Linked DNA regions of Hordeum vulgare: region 2 is linked to region 1. The links are chromatin contacts, called in public Hi-C maps. All regions are on one chromosome and are shown on one strand. Each heading gives the region's core, a stretch centred on a gene start, on an enhancer-like site or on the middle of the called end of the contact. The rest is flanking DNA. Distances are from core to core; before and after follow the strand shown. Region 1 has its middle 55 kb from the start of LOC123395447. Region 2 holds the start of LOC123395447 (protein TIFY 10c-like).

What was found. A called contact is a pair of places that touch in the nucleus more often than the background predicts.
Region 2: a Hi-C map of leaf shows a contact between it and region 1, with 2.9 times the contacts expected there. The contact joins the promoter of LOC123395447 here to the enhancer-like site in region 1. A contact is called at or near these places in 3 of 6 Hi-C or Micro-C datasets (leaf and seedling).

Annotation. Positions count from the first base shown.
Region 1 is chr5H:432,258,929-432,263,836 of MorexV3_pseudomolecules_assembly, reverse strand. No RefSeq gene overlaps it. Among protein-coding and RNA genes, the nearest start is that of LOC123395447, 55 kb to the left of the region's middle. Within about 2 kb of position 2,201, at least 3 of the 3 cell types and tissues checked have open chromatin away from gene starts, as enhancers often do. A contact at or near this core is called in leaf and seedling, where this site is marked.
Region 2 is chr5H:432,313,821-432,319,045 of MorexV3_pseudomolecules_assembly, reverse strand. LOC123395447 (protein TIFY 10c-like) reads right to left here and starts at 2,360. Exons shown (of 4, transcript XM_045090451.1): 1 at 1,882-2,360; 2 at 1,426-1,746; 3 at 1,223-1,280; 4 at 532-1,110. The coding sequence starts at 2,281. The coding sequence ends at 1,002.

The sequences.
Region 1 (4,908 bases), core at 952-3,451:
CACACATCCACTGTTGATACTGAATGCAACGAAACGGGGGCTATGCTTAGTTCTCACAATAGATGTGTTGTGAAAATGTCACATCTCGCTTAGTTCTCACAATAGATGTGTTGTGAAAATGTCAAATCCCGCTACCGAAAGAAGCTCCATACGGTGCACAAGATTAGGCTCAAAGAAAGTATAATAGTCCTATTCAACAAGTTATAAGGGATTCCACTTCAGCAAAATTCTAAACTGGAGGAGAGTAAAGGCAGGAGAGAGAAGGAAAGGAGCTCTTCACTAGTCGACCGGTTGCAGCACAAGACGCGAGAAAGTTTCGCCCGCTTGAAGCGAGAAGCCAACAACAGCTCCGTTGCTCCCAATCCCTTGCGTCTCACCATTCAATCATCTGTTTTTTTTCTTACCATGGATGCAAACATTGATTACCCTGGCCACCCAACAGTTCGTATAGAGCCAACCTTAGGCGGGCCATAATAAAAGTATCATAGTGTTATCATATATACTAGTATCGTGCATGCTAACTAGTCAATTTTGATAAGGTAACATACAATTAAATGAAGAAAAAGAGGGTTGAATATCATATTATGATACCGTATCATATTTAATGGTGTCCTATTAGGCTGGCCATAGTGGGGAGTAACATATAGTAGTATCATGCATATGATACTATTGTATGATACTACCTTCATAGTGCATAGTATCATAAAGTAGTATCATAGATGACCTTATTTATTGACATGCATGACACATAGTAGCATATCATTTAACATATTATGGTATCTACCTATGTTACTCTAACCCTCTCTTTCTTCTTTAATTATCTGCCACATCAGCATGTTTGCTAGTCCCAAGTACATGATACTACCTTAGCCTGGTTGTAAAGGATAGTATCATGCATATGATACTACTGTATGATACCACAACCGTAATGCATAATATCATATGTTAGTATCATACGTTGGTTCATTTATTGCCATGCAAGAAACACAAAGTAGCACAACATTTAATATGATACGGTATCATGATATGATACTCAACCTTCTCTTTCTTCATTTAATTCTATGCCACCTCATCGAAATTGCCTACTTGGCATGCATGATACTACCTATGATACTCCCATTACGGGCAGCCTTAGTTACTCCCACTATGGCCAGCCTTATGTGCCGTGCATGACAATAAATGAACCATGCTATGATAATAAATGAACTATCTTATGCATCACAATAAATGAACTATGCATTACGGATGTAGTATCATACACTAGTATCATATGCATGATACTAGTATATGATACTCCCATTACAATCAGCCTTAGAACATCTATAGCCGGACGTCCCAAATGACCCCTCATACGTCGGTGGACGCGTTCTATCACTGACCAGACAGGAGAGAGAAGGAAAAAAAATGACCCAAGCGGACCCATGTATCGTCCCTATATGCCTGGGCTGTCCGCGGACCTTCATATCCATCTCAAATATGAGGGAGGGTATGAGGGTTCACGTACGCGCCCACACACGCCTGGTCAGTCCGTCACATAAGACGCGACCCCACCCCAAACCATTTTTTCTTTCTCTTTCTTCCTCTTCACCAATCACGTGCAAGTGACCAGACCGTTTGCCATATAAAAAATAAAAATAAAAAATATAACTTCACGAAGGACAAAATAAGGGACACGTTCGGTCACTGACCGGACGCGTCCGTGGTTTTGAGGGTCCGAACTTAGAAGTCATGGCTGAAGATGCTCTTATTACACCAAACTTCTTTAATGATGGATATTACTTACATGGCATCGATATAGAGCCGGTAGCCAGCGTTTCTATTAGCCATGCTCTCAGTGACCACATCACCACACGGATGTGCCATGCTTTCTTTTTTTCCTTTTTGAACTTACCGATGTGCAACAGTTTTTTTTTTGTTTTTTTGCAGGAAGGACGTGCAACTATTGGTCACGGTAATAACACTGAGGCCCGTTTGAATTGTCGGTTTGCTCGTAAATACCCCTGTAATCAATACCGACCTTCCGTAGTCGTTTTCAATTCAAACGAAAATAACACTAGCCCGATAATATATGCTTGTAGATTTAATCTGAATGTACAGTATAAATTTACACCCAATTCAAACGGAGCCTGACGGTGCACACGCATGCATATCACCTCATCGCACCCCTCCCGACCGGTCTCCTGTCGACCGATGGACACGCCTCGCCGGCCGCACGGATACCACGCGCGATCCGTGAGTGTCTATGCCAGTAGGCCGGTCCGTGCGCCTTTCCAGCCGAGCAAATGCGCGGAATGATCTCTTCCTTCCATGCGGTGGTGCGCGGCGGCCATGGGAAGGGTGGCTAGCACGGTTGCGTTACGTGATGGTTTGCGCCTAGTCCGGAGTTGGATCGTGCCAGTTTTCCAATTTGCCGTGGATCTTTTTCCATCCCTTAAGCATGTGTTTCTTATTTATTTAGCGTTAGTCGCGTCGTTGTCAAACGGTTAGACGTAACGTCTGCTGTGATCCATGCACTTTTCGGGTGGAGCTTACTGGCTCGACAGTCCCGTTAGCATCACATCATTCGTTCCAGCGGGGTACTCAATCAAGATATAGAGATGCATGGTTCACGAGCCCGAACATGAGCCCAGCAGCACAGTCGTCGTGCTCAATCAAGATAGAGATGCATGCTCCCAAGAAAGTGATGTACCACAAATGGGCTAACACGTTGCCATGCCCGTGAAATCAGCCGCTCGGCGCCGATGCAACGGAACTGTAGCCACATGTTCCACGAGGCGTGCCAACCTAGATTCATAGTGGATGTCAACAGAAGCAAAGATAAAGAAAGAGACATCACGTCCTTTTATATCTTGTTACTTGAGGCAGATTTCGTGCAGCCATTTTGCAACTGAAACAATTTTTCCAGATCCTAAATGTGGATTGGGTGGTGCGAGGTGGTTAGAAGCAACTGGATTCAACTTCAAGCACGTTGTTAGAGCATATCTGAGCAACTCTAGCAGACCCCGCAAAAGAGACAAACCAGTAAAGTTCCGGCGAGTATGCGGGTTAGGCCTATTTCTTCGGTCAGAACAGAGCCCGCATACTCGCCCGGCCAGTAAATTTTTTTACCACGGACCGCAAAACGCACGCCTCGACCACTATATCTACGGTTCCGCAACGTGTTTGCGGGTCGAAACCCTATCCCCGCCGCCGCCGAGCCACGCAATTCCCCACCCTCCTTCTCCACATTTCTCGCCGCCGGCGACCACATTCCGCCTCCAGCCGCCATGTGGAGCTCCGAACGCGGCTCCGGCAGCAGATCCGGCGGCGGCAACGACCCAGAGCGCGAGCGGCGCGTCCGCTCCGACGCCGCGAGGAAGCGCGGGGCAAAGAGGTGGACCAACCGCGGCCTCTCGTCACCTCTGAGCTTCCTCGTCCGGGAGACGGAGGAGTACGACCGTCGGCATGGTCGTACGCCGTCCTCGGCTCCGGGCTCGTCCTACGCCGGTAGCTCCTTCTCTTACGGCCTTCTCCTCGTGAAGAGGCAGTGGTCGGAGGAGCCGGAGGACGTCGTCGCCGTTAAGGAGGAGCCCAAGGAGCTCGGCCGCCGCGGAGTCGTCGGGCAGGAGGACTTCGTCACCAACGTGGGCGCGGTTGCGGCCGCCATTGCCGAGCGTAGCTTGCACTAGGAGGCGGAGCATCGGCACCACGACGAGGAGATCGAAGACCTCCAGTGGCGGCAGGCGGTCGAGGCCAACCTCGCCGCCAAGGCGAAGGACGACGAGTGGCAGCACATCCGCGAGGAGTAGAGGGCGATGTACATCGATCTCTACAGCTCCGACGAGGAGGACTGAGCTCGTACTGATGTAGTATGTAGTATGTAATATATGTAGTATGTAGTATGAACTTCCCGTGAAACTATATTTTCAAATTATGCAATTTCATCTATGGTTTCTGTTCGGCCGCGCTAATTTTCGACCCGTAAACGAGATCTTCGTGAAACTGCAAACGCGTTTTGTGGGTCAAGATTTTGCGGGGTCTGCTAGAGTTGCTCTAATGTCCCGACCCGCAAAATAAACGACAAAATACAGGTCGGTGTAAAAAATGTTGTCCGACCAGACCCCGCAAACGCGTTCGACCTGTAAAAGTTTTTTGCGGGGCACGACAAAATTCCCATCTGAATTGGTGAAAACGCAGGTCCCCCCCTCGCCCCGTCGATGTCATGTATATATCGGGAGCCGTTTGTGGGTGGGACATTTCAGCACGCGCTTTTCCCCCACCCACCGCCGACGGGCTGCCTCCTACGATTCCGGCCATACCAGCCGGCGGGCCGCCACACACCAGAGATTGACCTTCACCAGTCCCTCGTGCCTCGGCTGGCCGGAAAGCTGCAGATTGGCGGTTGTTTATCGCGGCCATCGGATTTGACATTTCCGGGCACCGACGGCTGCCCAAGCCATGGACTGGTCGGGGAGCACCCCGCACAGCCCTGGCAAAACGCCAGCGCCGCATGGAGGTACTGGTTCGTCCTCTAATCGTCGTCGTCGGTTTGCCCGCAAGGACTCGGCCGGCCGTCGCGCGGGCTCGGTGCTCGCGCATTGGCTCCTCGGCTTGTCGATGTCGCTCATACAGTGCGACGACTGCACATAGACAGTGTTGCGGCTCACATCTAGCACGCGACAACACCTCGGATGGTGTTCTTCAAATGCAACAACGACGAATATGTTCTTGTTTCCATTCTGCTTTATCAACTTATTTGATTAAATTTCGATAGCTTATTGAGATGTTCATGTGTGTAGAAAGGTGGATGCTCATTTTTGTATTGGGAAGAAGAATATATTCATTTATTGATAGAAAAAACTTAATAAATGTTCGTGCACTCTTTAATATAATTGATGCTAATGATGCGGTTGCATGTGCAATTAGAAA
Region 2 (5,225 bases), core at 1,111-3,610, 55 kb before region 1:
ATAACTAGAACATGTGTCCAAATAAATTGAATCCAAACTTGAACTATTTTACAAAACTTTATGTTTGGACTGTACTCCCTTCGTTTACAAATATAAGATATTTTGGATATTTTAATATGGACTATATACAGATTTAGATGACTGAATTAGCACAATAAACATATTATATACAATCAAATCAGAAAAAGTTAGTAGAACATCTTAAGTAATAATTAGATTTAATTTATTGTTGTATTGAAGTATTTATCATTCAATTATCAAACATTGTGCTATTTATCTTTCATTTTTTTTCAATACTCCGGGCATGAAAAAAAAAACTGAGCTAGCGGACATTTGGCTTCGTCTGTTTGATGACCCACGTTGGAGTTGCCCTAAGCTTTGCATTTTTTTGTATTCCAATAATGTGTTGTGGTTTTGCTGAGCATTAGCACCACTTTAATGATCTGATCATCCTTGATCCATGAACAATGTTTTTCATTAGCAAATAAACACGGCTTTTTTGAAAGCACAAGTTCAATCAAACTGAAAGGATCATCTCAAACAACATATTTTTATGAAATCTGAAATAATATCTTCTGCTATACACACAAATCCTCAAAAACTGAGCAGCCAACGTAAGCAGGGAAAAGAGTGCAGCATGAATCAGTGACAATTACAACTTTCAGTGACATGTTGAGGAAGGCAAACCATCTGTAATATGTTGCAAACTCGCAATAAAATGACCATGACAGTAGTCCTAGTAGACCTATAGCCTGCCAAACTGCCGTGAGCATAACAGCTCCAGCAGCAAACAATGGTGCGAACAGACGGCATATGCTTAAATACGTAGTATCTACTATAGTAATTGTTACTAGAAATGAATAACCAACACCCGATTATTGTCGCTTCAAAGCTACGAGTAAACTACCAATACTAGTAGTAACATCCACGCTCCCCGTAGATCAATTGCCCTATAGATTTGGAGCCAAGTCAAGTGTTCATCATGTCTCTTTCTTGCACTGTCAATTTGTCACTTCCTGGCCTAGCCCCAGCCAGGCGTTGTCACCATTAGCTTGCTTGGACGGAGCCGCCGATGAGCTGCTAATTTGGTAAGGCGCCTTCGCCACTATCCTGGGGTAAATGAGCACAAAATGTTAGGGTCGTACATACATGTAGCAACTTTTGAAGAAATTTTCACCGTCTTCCTTGAGGAATTTTTTCGAAAAACAGCTCGGTCAGGTACCTGCCCTTCCTTTTCTCGAGAAACCTGTGGAGTGAGTTCCTCCTCGCTATAGGCAGATCTGCAACCCAGCAAAAATGTTGGAGCTCCGTCAGCGATAAGGATTTCATACGGAAATTTTCATGAAACTATGAAACAATCTCTTCATCTGCATGTACTGTATACTGTCACCGTAGAACGGCAAAAGAGGTCACGAGAATTAGTACCAGGGAGAGTGTTGTGTGCAGGCTGGGGAGGGCTCCGCTGAACGAGGCTGCTGCTCCCGGCCTTGTCTCCGGCGTCGCCGGCGCCGTTGGCCATCTGGAGCAATCCGTTGACCTTGGTGGATGGGAAGTTGTCAACCACGACCACTTTTCCTCCATAGAAGATGGTGAGCTGGTGCGCATCCTCTCTCGCATCTTGGTTGTCAGTTGGGGCCTTGAGAAGCTGTCCAACACTAGATTTCTCGAGTGCGAGCTCCACGCCCGCTGTGTTCGGCTCCTCCAGCCCCGACAACAGGTTCATGGTGGTGGGCGGCTGGAAAGCTCCTGCAAATTAAGATGAACAGCCGTGTACTACATCTTGTAAGAACTTTGCTGCTAACTAAATGCATGAAACAGATGACCAGTCAGCAGACAAACATCCCCTGTTCTTTCTATAAGACAGAGCACGTCACGGCGTACCTCCTCCTACGACGACGGCGGCCGGCGGCGCCATGTCGAGGCCAACGAGGCCCTGCAGAGCGCCGCCCTTCTTCTCCTTCATGTAGCGGCTCAGGAGGCTGCAGGTGGCGGCGAAGCCGGACTTCTCCTTGGCCGCCGCGGCGGCACCAGCACCGGCACGGCCGGACATCCCCTCTCCTCCTCCCATCTTGCAGCCGCTCCCCGCCCCTTCCATGCACAACAAACCACCGCACCTAGCTTCCTCGCTCCTTCCTTCGCTCGCTAGCCTGCCTCCGACAAACAACTCCAGTGCACTTTTCTGGCTGCCGGGCGCCTCTGTCCTTTTAAAATGGATCAGCTCTTCGTGATAAACGGCGAGGTGGGACGACAAGGACCCGGCGGGCCGGGCACGGCCGGGCATGGAAAACGTGGGGGGGATGGAGGGGGTAGCAGCTCACTGGGTTCTTCTAGTCGTGGGCACGACCGGACGGGTGGAGCGGTGAGGTCTCCGTCCGCGACGGCCCCATCCAGGGAAAAGGTCGTCGAGTGTTGGCGATGAATATCGGGTGCCGTGGCCGTGGTCACGGAGGCACGTGGTTTTTGAGCTCGTATTCGGGCCTGGATTTGACCCGCGGGGCAGCGAGCGCGCGGTCTCTCTCTCTCGGTTAATTTTTAGGTGGATGGGGGGTACGTACGGGGCAAGGAGACGCGACGCGTGAGGCGCCTACCTACAAAGGTTATGTATTGTTGGGGTTGCTACGTGTCGTGATGCGCTGATTTACATTTGTGAAGCACGCTTCCTATCACAACGTCTGGTACAAGGAAAACGTCAGAGCAATTGCGCACCGTTAGTTCGTGTTCCACCAACGGTGGCGATATGTTCCCCGAGAAATTCCGTCCAAGGCTCCCGTATTTCACGCACACACCTCTCCGTTATCTCTAAAAAAAATTCACTGAGCTCCATAATTTTGAAGCTCCCCAAGTTAATTGAGGTTTTCAAATTTACCACGCAAAAAAAGAGGTTTCCAATTTTTAATTTAGTCCATGATGTTTTTACTTGATGGTTTTGATGTGTTTGTGGGGTATCCAACGTTCATGATGCATGGCTCTAGAGAGAGAGTGTGCGAGCTGTGTCATCTTTAGGTGAAGTTTTCCTTTCGTATTGGCCCACAAATACGGCACAAACAGTGACGATTCTATTTGGCGTGCTTCAAAAGGCTTATGCATGCCCTTTGAAATTAAAAAACAAAGATTTACTACTAGTTTCTAGCTCATCTGAATCCATTGTCTAGTGTCTAGCTTGTTGTACTCGTTTCAACCCTGTACTAGGAAGTTAATTTTGCCCTTCATTTTCATTTAAGATTTGCCACCGGGCATAAAGGTAGACGCTTATACCCACACAAAGTTTTCTCTATATGCGCACATTTGCTGTCCTTGCGAACAACTTTCAGAGATTAAGCTCACGGCAAACCAACTTGTGGTTTTATGATTAGGAGGGCTGTGGTATCCTCAGCCCGTCAAAGTTTAAATTCTAGACTTGACATTGATTTCACATTTTTTATGAATATAGTTCGGACCTTCTAGCGATGTGTGTTCAGTAGAAGAAGATGTTCTCGTTGAATATGAATGCGTCTATGACGACTTCGCCAATCTTAAATAGATATGTCAGCTCGGTCTTTTGAATGTGGTCACATGAATAAAATGTGTGTCCATGTGTTCATAGTAATTAGTGTATGTATGTATGCATATATAAGCGTGTTTGCATTATGTTCGAAGATTGAGGTGGCAAAGAGACAAAGTCGCCACAACGCTTGACGGTTGAGAGGTATGCCATGCCGTTGAAAAGATAGTGTTGAAGAACTTGAATAAATCCAAAAAATATTACTCCCTTCGAGTCATATTAATTTGTGTATATTTAGTACAAAGTTGCTATAACTTACTAAGAGGATTTACAACTGGACCACTCATACCCGTCTCAAACGTCCGGACAGACCATCCGATCATTGACCGGTCACAAAAATTCGACCCAACCGGACGCCTCAAACGGGCCTCAAACGCTTGGGCTGACCGACACCCCTCATATCTAACCCAAATATGTGGCAGATATGGGGGAGCCCGGGCGCGTCCGGGCACGTCCGCCATGTCGGACCCGACATCCTGACCCCACTGCAAATTGCATCAAATCCACCCGGCAGAACTGCCTGATCCATTTGCTCTTTCCTCTCTTATTCCTCCTCCGCGCCGCCACGCACGCTCCGTCATCGTTCCTAGCCTCTGCCCCGCCAGCTCCATCAGAGGAGTATTATGTCCCGTCCTCGCTGCGGAGGACATATTCACCGGACTGGAAGACACTACGGTGCGTCTGAGAACTCTTTGGCTCTGCCTTACGCTGGATGTGTTCGACACAATGTCAGATCGAATATTTTTCTTAAATTTTTAGGGGAAGCAATGGATTTCGATGCTTCGTTCGGCGAGGAGTATGGACCGACGGAGCTTGATCAATTGATTCAAGATGAGTTCTTTGATTCATCGGATTTGGATGAAGAGGTGGACATGATCATGCTCATGACCATGCAAGAGGAAATGGACCAGCAAGTGAAGGATATTCTCAATTTCAAGGGCTCAATCAAAGGGAGAAGAGTGATCAATCGAGATAGGGTATGTAGAGCAAAGCTACTATAGAAGGATTACATTGCTCCGAACCCAACTTTTCCCGGATGACCCATGGTTTAATAGCTGTTTTTGTACGTGGAAACCATCGTTTTTTCACATTGTGGATGTAGTGGAGCAGACGATGACTACTTCAAGCTCACAAGGGATTGTTGCGGTCAAATCTCTTTCTGTACCAAGCAAAAGTGCACGGTTGCTGTGAGAATGCTTGCACTTAGTATTGCGGCAGATGCCATTGGTGAGATGGTCAGGATGGGGGAGAGAACATGGCTGAAGACTACTTTCAAGTATTCACATGTTGTCATCAAGGTATTTGGAGTAGAGTATGTGAGAGAACCAAATGTGCATGACACGGAGTAGTTGTTGGCTATTGAAGAGGTCAGAGGGTTTCCAGGAATGCTCAGGTCAACTGATTGCATGCATTGGCAGTGGAAGAATTTCCCCAAAGGTTTGTGAGGAATGTATCAAGGTCACACCAGAGAGGCCACCATCATACTAGAAGCGGTGGCATCCCATGACTTATGGATTTGGCATGCTTTCTTTGGAATGTCGGGTTCTTACAACCACATCAACGTGCTTCAACAATCTCTGGTGTTCAGGAGGCTTTGCAATGGGGAATCACCTCTGTGCAACTACACCGTCAACGACCGAGACTACAACATGGGATACTATCGTGCCAATGGCATATATCCTTA